2 separate regions of the Mus musculus genome follow, and region 1 is linked to region 2. The links are chromatin contacts, called in public Hi-C maps. All regions are on one chromosome and are shown on one strand. Each heading gives the region's core, a stretch centred on a gene start, on an enhancer-like site or on the middle of the called end of the contact. The rest is flanking DNA. Distances are from core to core; before and after follow the strand shown. Region 1 holds the start of Lmf2 (lipase maturation factor 2). Region 2 overlaps Brd1 (bromodomain containing 1).

The links. A called contact is a pair of places that touch in the nucleus more often than the background predicts.
Region 1: a contact with region 2 is called in a Hi-C map of embryonic stem cells, with 5 times the contacts expected there. The contact joins the promoter of Lmf2 here to the enhancer-like site in region 2. A contact is called at or near these places in 1 of 39 promoter capture datasets (pre-B cells), 1 of 484 Hi-C or Micro-C datasets (embryonic stem cells) and 4 of 115 datasets of contacts at active chromatin or transcription factors (bone marrow-derived macrophages and embryonic stem cells).

The regions. Positions count from the first base shown.
Region 1 is chr15:89,352,723-89,358,255 of GRCm38.p6, forward strand. Lmf2 (lipase maturation factor 2) reads right to left here and starts at 2,937. Exons shown (of 14, transcript NM_178919.4): 1 at 2,634-2,937; 2 at 1,842-2,095; 3 at 1,705-1,733; 4 at 1,361-1,575; 5 at 1,107-1,285; 6 at 735-876; 7 at 488-622; 8 at 312-417; 9 at 137-233; 10 at 1-64. The coding sequence starts at 2,727. It overlaps Ncaph2 (non-SMC condensin II complex, subunit H2), which reads left to right and starts at 2,997. Exons shown (of 20, transcript NM_001115132.2): 1 at 2,997-3,221. The coding sequence starts at 3,114.
Region 2 is chr15:88,705,383-88,711,229 of GRCm38.p6, forward strand. Brd1 (bromodomain containing 1) reads right to left here. Exons shown (of 13, transcript NM_001033274.3): 7 at 1,652-1,912. Among named protein-coding and RNA genes, the nearest start is that of Gm41377, 26 kb to the right of the region's middle. Within about 2 kb of position 3,634, at least 40 of the 459 cell types and tissues checked have an H3K27ac peak or open chromatin away from gene starts, as enhancers often do. A contact at or near this core is called in embryonic stem cells, where this site is marked.

The sequences.
Region 1 (5,533 bases), core at 1,687-4,186, 650 kb after region 2:
ACAGGCGATGAGCCCCAGTCCAGAGACGCCCGTGGGTCCCAGGTTCCACATAGGAGTAAGGTACCTGCAGGCAAATAGGCGATAGCTCAGTGCTGCCCCATCTTCCCCCAGTCCCAGTCTTCACAGGGTCACCTACTAGGCTGATCAGGAACAAGGCCACTGTTGCCGTGCCCAGGACGGAGAGCTGGATACCCGCAGAGAACTTCCGTGACCATCCTTGTACCTGGATCCACCTGGGGACGAGAGGGACGGGTGTGGTCAGACCTGATCTGAAAGCGGCTTCTGCCCGCGGTCTTCGGGTACATACATACCTCCAGAGGACAACAAGCAACTCCCAGGCCAGGGAGGCTGTCCCTAGCCACACAGTTGGCAGGGTTACCGTCTTCAGCCACTGGGAGAACTGATGGAAGGTGAAGGCTGCCAGGGAGGAGAGTGTGATCAGGGACTGAGCCAGCCCTTTCCCTTAGGTCCCCATGTTGGCACTTACTGGTTTTCGAGAGGATGATGTGCTGTTGCCAGTCAACCTCCAGGCCAAAGTAGTAGACAGTGCCGTAGGCCAGCAGCCCATAGACAGTCAGTTCCAGCAGTAAGGACAGCGCGGTCAGCAGGGCTTTAGGCCAGGCTATGGGTTGGACAGACAGTCACAGATTGGCTAAGGGTCTGCAGCCAAGGGACAGGGGCTCTTTGGCGGATGACATGGGTTTGGTTGTCGTGATGGGATGACTGACACTCACAGGTGGGCATCTTCTTGTGGCATCTGAGGCCAGGCTCAGCAGACAGGTGACGGTCATCCAGGAGGGCAGTGGTGAGCACCAGGGTTAGCAGGTTGAAGAAATTGTAGTTGCCAGTGATGATAATCAGGACTTGCAATAATGCCTGAGAGGAAGACATGCAGTCAGAGCTATGGAGAGGATGCTCTTGGGCTCCCGCAGACCTAAAGACGACACTTTCCCAAAGGCCACAGCCTCACGTGACAGTATACACCTAGACTGGCTAACACATCCTTCTGCCTGCGATGCTTCCCCCCACAGCACCCATCACCCGACCACTCCCGCCCCAGCAAGCCTCACCAGCCAGTGGTAAAGGCCACACTCTCTTCTACCTACCTGAGCGTAGAAGGCAGTAAGTCGTAGGCGGCGAATAGGAGCAAAGAACAGGGGTGGCACTGCGATCTCGATGAGGAAGGTGGCTACCACGCTGAGCTTGTGTAGCCAGACCGGCAGATGGTGAGCAAACCAGGCAGCGGGTGTGGGCAGGCACTGAGTCTCATAGTGGTAGGTCAGAGCTGCAGGAAGCGAGTGGAGGTCAGGGCTGGTTAAGAGCCTCTAGACCATCCCAGCTTCAGGCCCCGGGCCCTCACCAGTGAGTCCCCACCACGTAGGGCAGCGGCTGGTCAACTTGACCACACCAGAGGCGAACATGAGTCGAAACAGCAGCCAGCGCACGAGCCAGAATGGGAGGTCTTCATGGGGTAAGGCTCCTGCTAATCTACCCTGGAGAATCTTGTGTTTGGAAGGCCCCCTCAGCGGGGCTACCAGTATAGCTAGGAAGCCAGTCTCCAGCAGCAGGGAATCCCTATAGGGAGGGAAATATCCTAAATTTCCTATTTAGGTTGCTTAATAGGAACCTCCCAGGGTCCTCCCAGGAGAGGCAAACAACCCTGCCCAGTGGCCTCAGGCAGATTGGGCCCCCGGAATCACTCACCACTGGAAATAAAGGAACACTTGGCCCACCTGTAGGGAGAGAAGTGGTCAGGGAGCCACTGTGTGTCTGCTGCATCAGGTGAGGCAGAGAGAGAGGGTGGGTTAGATGAAGGCTGAAGTTTTAAGTGTCTCACTTGCCTGGTAGGCTGATCGGTATGCAACCCAGAGCAGCAGGTAGACGAAGGGGTGTCTCAGAGAGTTCAGGAGCAGGGCGCCCAGGGCTAGCACGGTGCCCAATAAGGTCAGTAAATCCAGACCTTGGGCAGTATCCAGCCCCAGTCTTGGTGCCTCCCACAGCAGCGTTGGTGTTTCCCACAGCTGCTGCCACAGGCCCTTGCCTTGGGGCCGCAGTGTTCTTCGAGCAGGAAGGATGCCCTCTGGGCCATAGAGGCCTGTGGGAGGGTATGTCAGGGCCAAGTCTTAGACATCTTCCCAGTCTAACATGCACATGAACTTAGGCCCCGGAGATGCTCCACCACCAGCTCCTGGCATGCAGATGTCCCAAACCCCCAACTCCAGGTTGTGCTTGCAGATGTTCCCATCCCAGGCAGGGCTTGCTCTGTCTACCAGATGGTCTCTCTCTCTCACGTTGGAAATTGTTGACCCCCAACACCAGGTTCAGAAGACCTGATTCTGGGTCAGCACCTTCTGTCAATTAGAGCGCATCCCTCTCTTACCTGCCCACAGAGTCCAGGTAGAAATCTGCCACCCACTCCCCTCGGGGTTTTTCCCTAAGCCTAGATGAGACTACTAATAGTTAAGGGAAATCGACCCTTGTGCTTCTTTTTCCTCCACTTTTGTTGCCCGCAAACTACCACCCCTTAATCCCGCGCAGAGAGAGGCCTGGACTTTACACCCGCCTCAGAGGGCAGTGAAGGAAGGGATGCTACCACGTCCACGTGTGACGATTCAACCCCTCCGCGCCCTCACCTGGGATCTGGGTGTAGAGGGACGCAAAGGCGAACAAGTAGACAGCGGCCACACCCTGTAGGAAAAGCTGCTGTGGGACCCGGGAGCTCGCCATGTCCGCTACGCGGTCTTGCCGAAGTAGTGCCCTCTAGTCTCCTAGCTGCCCCCAGCCCGGCCTCTGGCCCACGCCGCAGCCGGAATCCGTCAGTCCGGTCGGGTCACTGAGCTCCACCCAGTGCCAAAGAACTCACCGCTAACCACCTAGAAACTTAGTCTCCTCCGCTCCTCCAGGCCCCCCCCCTAGACACGGAGCCCCGCCCCCGGTGTAGGCCCCGCCCCCGTCGGGCCCGCTTCTTTACTTCTTCGAAACTGGGCCCGCCTGACGTCATACGTGTGCGCGCAGTGCCCTGGCTACGTACTTCCGGGGCGGGAGCACCAAAATGGCGCCAGAACCAGTAGCGGGTTGAGCCATGGTTCCGGGCTTCTAGTCCCGTTCTAGACATGGAGGATGTGGAGGTGCGCTTTGCTCACCTCTTGCAGCCCATCCGGGATCTCACTAAGAACTGGGAGGTGGACGTGGCGGCACAGCTGGGCGAGTATCTGGAGGAGGTGAGGGCGGCGGGGGAATGGCATCGGCCTGGGCGCTCAGGCTGCATTGCCACCCCCCGCCTCCGGGTCTGTAGCCGTCTGGTGTGTCATCCGCAGTCTTGTTTCTTTCCTCACCCCCCTTCAAAATCCAGCCTGCCTCTCGAAACTTTCAGCTAGATTCTCCCGGAGCTGTCCTTTTCAGGCCTCTGTCGGTTAGCGAGCTGTGAAGTCGATTTGGTTGGATGATAATCATTTTTCTCCAACAAGTACATTATTTCCGTTTTCTTTGGGGGAATACAATACATTAAGAAGCAAACTTTTTGTTTTCCCCTTTTGGGGGCGGATTTAACCTGGGGCTTTGGACAGGTTTGGCAGGCACTCTACCACCGAGCTTTTTTTTGGAACCTGTTTTTCTTCTTGAGCCAGGCGCCAAGGCAGGTCTTAAACCCGAAGTCTTCTGTCCCAGTCTCCCGATTATTTGCAACTACCAATCAACCCTACCATACCAGGACTCTTACAGTAATGGAGAGAGATCTGGTTCCCGAAGGAAAAGGGATTTTGTATCTTAGACCTCAAGCCCCGCCCACACGATCTTCCCGCAGTGCGACGCACCCATACCCCAGGCTCTTAATTTGAACCAGTTTTGTCCAGAAGGATCCGCCCCCTCCCCCATCCTGTTGGTGGCCCAGCCCCTCGCCGTAATCTAGCCTATCAGCATTCCATTCCTCCGTTTTGTTTTTTTTTAAGTTCAGGTCTATTCAGTCACTGTCTGCTCCGTTTCTGCACGTTCACACTTTGGCTCAACACAATCGGATCCCACTACTGAATAGTTACAGGTCTCAACTCGAACTGTAGTGGTCTTCGTATTTAAAAATAAAAGAGACGCTCGAAGTGCCCTGTTGGGGAGATTTCTCGGTCTGACAGCTTCCTTTTTGAAACAGTGCTCTTAGGATTTCTATTTGACTGCTTCTGTTTTCTTTCTTAAGTGTCGAGCTTCTTGGGGTGGAGTCTTCTTTCCCTTAAAAATAGAAAATCTTACTTGTGTGATTTTTTTTTTTTTTAAATACAAGTTTTCAACTCCATGTGGTGGGATACACCCATACCGATCTTCCTTGTGAGCTGTCCCAGATTTGTTTGTTCTAGCCACTCCCTTGGCATGTGCTGGGATGTTACTCGAGCTCTTGGATGTTATTTAAAGTGGAGCTTTTGGGTTGTGGTTCAAATTCTAGTCCTCTATTTTGGTAGTGTTTCACTGTTTAACTAAAGGTGAAAATTAAGAGATGTGATAAGGCCTCATGTCTCACACCAAGTTTACCAATGAATTGTGTCAGTTATATTGCAAGAATATACTTCCTTCCCCACTATATCTGGTCTAGGTGTATTAAACCTAGATATTTAAAACCTTCTCATCCAGGCTCTTAGATTGGACACCATCCAGTCTGAAGAATTAAAACTGGAGACAGGGATGGGGGCGCAGGGACCTGGAAAGCTGCCTCATCAATTCAGAGCACTGACTATTCTTTCAGAGGACCCAGGTTCAGTTCTAAGCACCCACAGGACAGATCGCAGCTGTCTGTAATCCCAGTTCCTGGGGATCCAGTGCCTTCATCAGGCCTCCACTGGCACCAAACATACAGGTGGTACACAGATATGGATACAGGCAAAACACCTACATCATTTTTTGTTTTTAGAAAATTTAAATCAGGGCTAGAGAGATGACTGGATAAGAGCACTTGCTGCTCTCGTAGAGGACCTGGGTTCAGTTCTCAGAACCAAAAAAAAAAAAAAAAAAAAAAGTAGCTCACAATGGCCTGTAACTCTACTTCCAGAGGTCCCAGGGCCATTTTTGGATCCATGAACCCCTGCAAGCACATGGTGCACACACATTAGTGCAAGCACACACACATCTTAGGAAAAAAAAAGTTATAACCAGGCCTCAACATTGCATAGTTGTTTGCTTGCTGGTTTGTGGTCTGTCTTTACCCTACAGTATAAATTCTAGAAGGGTAGAGATTCGTATATGCTTTCTTATTCTTTGTAGAATGTCTGACACAGTAGGTGCAGGATAAATGCTTATTAAATGAACATGTATTTTTTTTTAAAAGACTTATTTATTTATTATATCTAAGTACACTGTCGCTGTCTTCAGACACCCCAGAAGAGGGCGTCAGATCCCATGATGGATGGTTGTGAGCCACCTTGTGGTTGCTGGGATTTGAACTCAGGACCTCTGGAAGAGCAGTCAGCGCTCTTACCCGCTGAGCCGTCTCTCTGGCCCTTGATGATCAACCTGCACTGCACAGTTGGCTGAGAAGCGCCAAGAACAGTATTAA
Region 2 (5,847 bases), core at 2,384-4,883:
GACAAAGTGTACAGGTCACTCACTAAGTGGCTGGACCAAGGGTCCTACTGGGCCAGTTCAAGCAGTGACAAGAGGAGCCTGAGAAGGGCTGCCATGAGAACCAGGCAATGGCACTATATGGGCCTCACCACAGAATGCAAACAATAACTGTATCCTGGATGCATCTGTTTGTCAAAGGTCCCATGAGCAATGTTCCTTAAAGAAAGCATAGAGGCCCCAACAGAGGCAGAAAATTGCCATGTGCAGGTCATTAGGCTTTTAGAAAATGAGGAGAAAACGTGTCACACACTGAGGAATAAAACCTTTACTGTGTGGACCAATCAAACTTGTTACCTAATGGCAAGGCCAAGGGTGTTTGTGAGTTTACAAGTGAACACACTAGAAGGATGTAAGGCCAGGAGAACTCTGGTGTTGGCCCTAGCTTCTGCTGGTTGCCTAGCATAACCATATAAAAGAAGCAACCAGAGAAGGGGAAAGTGGGTTAGAAGATTGTCACCAACTGTTAAAATTATAAGACTAAATTTAACATGGCATAAACATACTGAAACCATGTCACTCTGAGGAATAGGGCAAAGTCACATCTACTAAGACAGGCAGCCATACAGATCAAAAAAATGCAAACTATGGTGACAATGGTCTTGTGTTAATGTTTTTCTTATTTGGATGGGGCAGAAAAAAAAAATGCACAGGGAGATCCTAAGTCAAGCTGCTAATAGCAGTGGCAGAAGAAGTAGGTCTTATTTTTCTTTCCATTTCATGGAGTTGAAATGTGGTGATGTCAAGACAAGTGGACTAAAGGGTGCTTGTACCATCAAACATGCCAGTTAGATGCACCACACACAGAAGCCTCCCTCCCTCCACACAATGACCTGCTCATCTCGTGGATCGCACGGGGCAGACAGCCTCTTCTGTACTTCCTCCCTTCCTTCCTCTCCACCCTAACATCTCAGCTATCCAGCTCTTTCCCCAGAAGTCACTCACGCTGCCAGAATAAGACAGTGTCCACTGAAGGTGAGCCACAGGAAAGGCCTGAGGTGGAGGGAGAGTCTGGGAACAGGTCTGTGCACGTCAGACTCCTCCCACCATGCCCAGCCCAAGGCTGGGCTGTTCTCTAGCCAGTCCTCCTTTCCTAACTCCAGCCGCAGGAGGGCTTAGCTAAGGGCAGAGGTGCTTACAAGGCCTAACCACCTGCGCTTGATCCCCAAGCGTGCTAAGATGCCAGGAAAACCAACTCCAACTAGCTGTCCTCTGACCTACGTAGACAAGGTAAAAACAATTCTAGGGTGTCTACTCACATAATACTCTGCCTCAATTAACAAAATACAACTAAGTTATTGCCATTCCCACCATAGAAGCCACCTTCAACACTGTATTGGATCTAAACTATTCCTTCTAAGTCTTTCAAGCTCGAGTTAAAAGAAAATCTCATTCTGTTCCTTTAAGCTTGTAAACTAAGTGCCAAAATACAGCAGACAGAACACACCAAAACATCCTTTCAAAGAGCATCAAAAAAAGCCTAGCAGGAATATCCAGTAACCAAGAGTTCCGTGACCTTCAAAATGTACAAGCTCATCATTACTACAGAGCATCATTTAAGCCTGTCAAGAGAGCCCCGAGCCCGTGAGGTATGGCCCTCCTACCCCATGCTTACCTTCCTCCGCTGTGTCCGGGGCCAGTGGAGCAGCCTCATCTTCAAAGCCTCCCGTGCCTGCCCCTGTGGGCGGAGCCTGGCTGTGCTGCTGGCTCAGCTTGTTTCGGAGAAGAGCAATCTCTTTTTTAAGCAGCTTTGCCCGTTTACTCCGTGAGCCGCTGGACTTCATGGAGCAGGTCAGGTCCAACTTGTCCAGAAGTTCTCTCAGCTGCTCCTCCAAGCTCATGTGGGCCCTGTTGGCTGGGTCCAGCAACCTGTCCACTGAACCAAAAACACGTATCATTAGCCACAGGATTCGGATTCATGGCCGCCTCTGATAACAACACATCTGTCTTAACTATGTGCCTGGGCCTGCCCACGGCCAAAGCGCAGGCTTCAAATTCATTTAATCTTTGTTTGTTTATTTAGCTTCTTGGGTTTGTTTTGTTTTATTTGTTTGTTTTTGAGACAGTGTTTCTCTGGGTAACCCAGGCTGTCCTGCAACTCATTCTGTAACAGGCTGACCTTGAACTCAGAGATCTGCCTGCCCCTGCCTCCCAAGTGTTCCAATTTCACCATTTGGTGCCATACATACTCCTCTCTACCCTGATTCTGAACCTATGACAAGGCTGTTGTCACAAAGAGGGAAAAAAAGAGACAAGACACTCCTTCAGTCAGTAGTACACAAAGGACTAGTGTGGCCGTAGCAGAGGAGATGTGGGTAACACACATGGCTTTTCCTGGACTAAGACCCAACTCAGTCCTGCTCTGTAAAAAGTGAGAGGCACAAAGACCACCAGACATGTCTGAGTGCACCAACATAGACGCAAGATGGACTACTGACAGACGCTGCGTGTGTGTAAATATGTTCACATGGACTGTTTATACATTGTGAACATCATCCTAGCTCAAGTTCTTGCACATACATCATGACCAAAAGGAAACTAGGCTGCAGAGTCCGCAGGTCTCCCCAGACTCTAGGAACATTGACTGCAGGACTTAAATTAGTGAAATAGCCAAAAAATTATTTAATCTATGCGAAGATAAAACCAAAGGAACAGCAGGGCCAACAGAGACACCTACCATAAATGAGCCCTGCCCAGACCTGGTAGCTGGCCTAGGAGACTCATTAGCGCCCTGTCTAAACAGCACTAACTTAGCAGTGGGACACGACAAACACTGTCCAACTGGCTTACAGTCACCGCAACAAAAACCACCACTCAACTTCTCAAGCCTCCTTTCTTCTGTTTTGTGCTTGCTGAGTCCAGGCTGGCCTCAAACTTGTAATCCTCCCTCCTCAACCTGAGTGCTAGACCTGCAGGCTCTGCTGGTTGGCTTCTCTTTCAACAGGGCCAGTATTGCGGTTTGTATATGCTCTGCTTAGGGAGCGGCAATGCTAGGAGGTGTAGCCCTGTTGGAGTAGGTGTGGCCTCATGGGTGGGCTCCTAGCTGCCTGGGAGTCAGTACTCTGCTAGCAGCCTTCAGAAGACGTAGAACTCTTAGCTCCTCCTGTACCATGCCTGTCTGGATGCTGCCATGTTTCCACCTTGATAATGGACTGAACTTCGGAACCTGTAAGCCAGCCCCAATTAAATGTTGTCCTTAGAAGACTTGCCTTGGTCATGGTGTCTGCTCACAGCAGAAAAACTCTAAGACAGGTGGCACCAGGGACTGAGATATTGCGGTAATAGGCCTGACCGTGTTTTTGCTTATAAGAATGTAGGTTGGGGAACTTGGGATTTGGAAGGCCACAGAATGTTTCAAGTGGGGCTTCATGGTCTATCCTAGCTGGACTATGGAACACTTTGTTGCTGTGAGTAATCGGAACTGTGTAGACCCAGCACAAGAGGTTTCAGTGAGGAATTTCAGTTATGTGGTCTAGAGCCTTGTTTTTGTAGTTTGGTGAAGAAGTAGCTATTTTTGCCCTTGGCTGAAGAGTCTGCCTGAGGCTAAGGAGGCTCAGGTTAATTACAATGACAAAGGAAGCCTTAGAAAGGCCCATCGTAGACTTTGTTCTCAGGAAGAGCATGTGAATAAGCATTGCAAGGTTAGAAAGGAATACTGGAAGTGAATGGAGCTGAATGTGTTCAAGGACATTAGTTTGAATTAAGGGACTAGTGACCTTGGGGCAAGATCCCACCCAGTTAAGTTTTGGTCTATACTGGGCAGAACAAGCTTTTTAATTCCTGGAGGCAAAGGCAGGCAGATCTCTACTTTCAAGGACAGATCAAGTTGTAGGTGAAGAAAAGCTTAATTCCGGGCGTGCTGGTACACACCTCTAATCCCAGGAGTCAGGCTTGCATATCTCAGAGTTCTGAGCAAGATCCCCACGTGACAAACTTAGGCCTTGAAGGAGCGCGAAAGCTGGAAGCTAGTGATGACGCAATAGAACTAGGGGCCATGTTCCAGCTCCAGCAAGCAGCTTCGGCCATGTGTCTCTGGCTTTATAATCACGAGGAGAAAGACTCCTGGGACAGCTGATGCTGGTTAGCGGGAGCTAAGGCATTAGCAGTGATTAAGAGACCGGCAGGGCTGGAGAGATGGCTCTGTGGTTAAGAGCACTGACTGCTCTTCCAGAGGTCCTGAGTTCAATTCCCAGCAACCACATGGTGGCTCACGACCATCTGTAACAGGGGCCCAATACCCTCTTTCTGGTGTGTCTGAAGAGAACTGTGTACTCATATAATAAATAAATCATGACGACAACCAGCATCACTGGAAGTGTTTTCTGAGCACCAAGAAGCTGTGTTCCAGAGACAGCCAAGGTTGCACCTCATGCTGCAGCTATGCTGGGTGACTGCAATGGTCCCCCAGGTGGCACTGGCCTTGAGGCATGAAGGGGCCATGAAGAGCAGCTGAGGCGGAAGATCACTGATCAAAGTGCAGCCTCGGTTGCAGATGATGGCCCAGGACTGAAGGGGCCATGCAAAGGAGTTGAGGCTTGGCACCATGAAGAGAGCCTAGAGAGGCTCTAGTTGCAGCGGAAGCCCCCAGTGTATTGGAGATGATGGCCACCAAGAGCAGCAGCGGCAGTGGAGGGATCAACCTGAGCTTAGAGCTACCGAGGGCAGAGCTGGGGAAGTGACGTCACCTTGGAGAGGAGGCCCAGACATTAAAACAAGAAGCTGCCTTGGAGATACCAGAGTGGTAGTTGGACTATCTGCTAAGGAAAGCTGCTATGCTACCAGGGAGTAGAACCAGCCCAGGAGAAAGAAGTTTGTTGCAGTCAACAAAGATGAAAAAGGAATAGAAGATCTGAAGACATCAGACATGGAGATGCAGAGCCCAGCTGGCTTCCTGTCTTGCTTTGGGGATTACAGTTAAGTTATTGGACGATTATTGTTGAGACTGCCATAGACTATGGGGGCTTTTGAAGTCGGACTAAATGTATTTTGCATTATGCTATGTGTAGGTATGGCTCCCATAGGCTTATGTTTGGACAAGCCTATGAGGGCCAGGGGGTGGAATGTAATGGTTGTATATTATATGTTCAGCTCAGGGAGTGGCACTTTTGGGAGGTATGGCCTTGTGGGTGTGGGCTCCTAGCTGCTTGGGAGCCAATATTCTGCTAGCAGCCTTCAGATGAAGATGTAGAACTCTCAGCTCCTCCTGCACCATGCCTGTCTGGATGCTGCCATGTTTTCACCTTGATGATAATGGACTGAACTTCAGAACCTGTAAGCCAGCCCCAACTAAATGTTGTCCTTGTAAGACTTGCCTTGGTCATGATGTCTGCTCACAACAGAAAAACCCTAACTAAGACAAGTATCTTCCTTACTGCAGGCTCAAGACAGCGGCAGAGTACCCAGAGCTCACCCTGCCACAGGTCATGCTTTCTACTGCAATCACTGAGTAAGAAATAAATTTGTACTTTTCATTATTACTTTCCTTTTTGGCAAAAAGTCTGGCACAGAAATTTATTTAGCAATGACAAAGCCAGTTTCCTGGAATCTCAACTGTGAGGCCTCTGAGCCCTGCCCATCTACAGAGCACGAGAATCAGAAGCTGTGGGGTCAAAGACTCCCAGATGTCACTGGGCTCCTCTGCTTCTCAGGGCAGCCGATACCACCCAAAGCACAGTCACGGCCACAACAGATGAGGCTGGAGCCCACCCTTGCCTCCCACACAATCTGGAGAAAAGAACATGGATGCAGGTGAAGATCTGAGAGTCGCTCTGTAATCCTGGTGGCTATCAGGCTCAGTTCCTGCTGGACCTA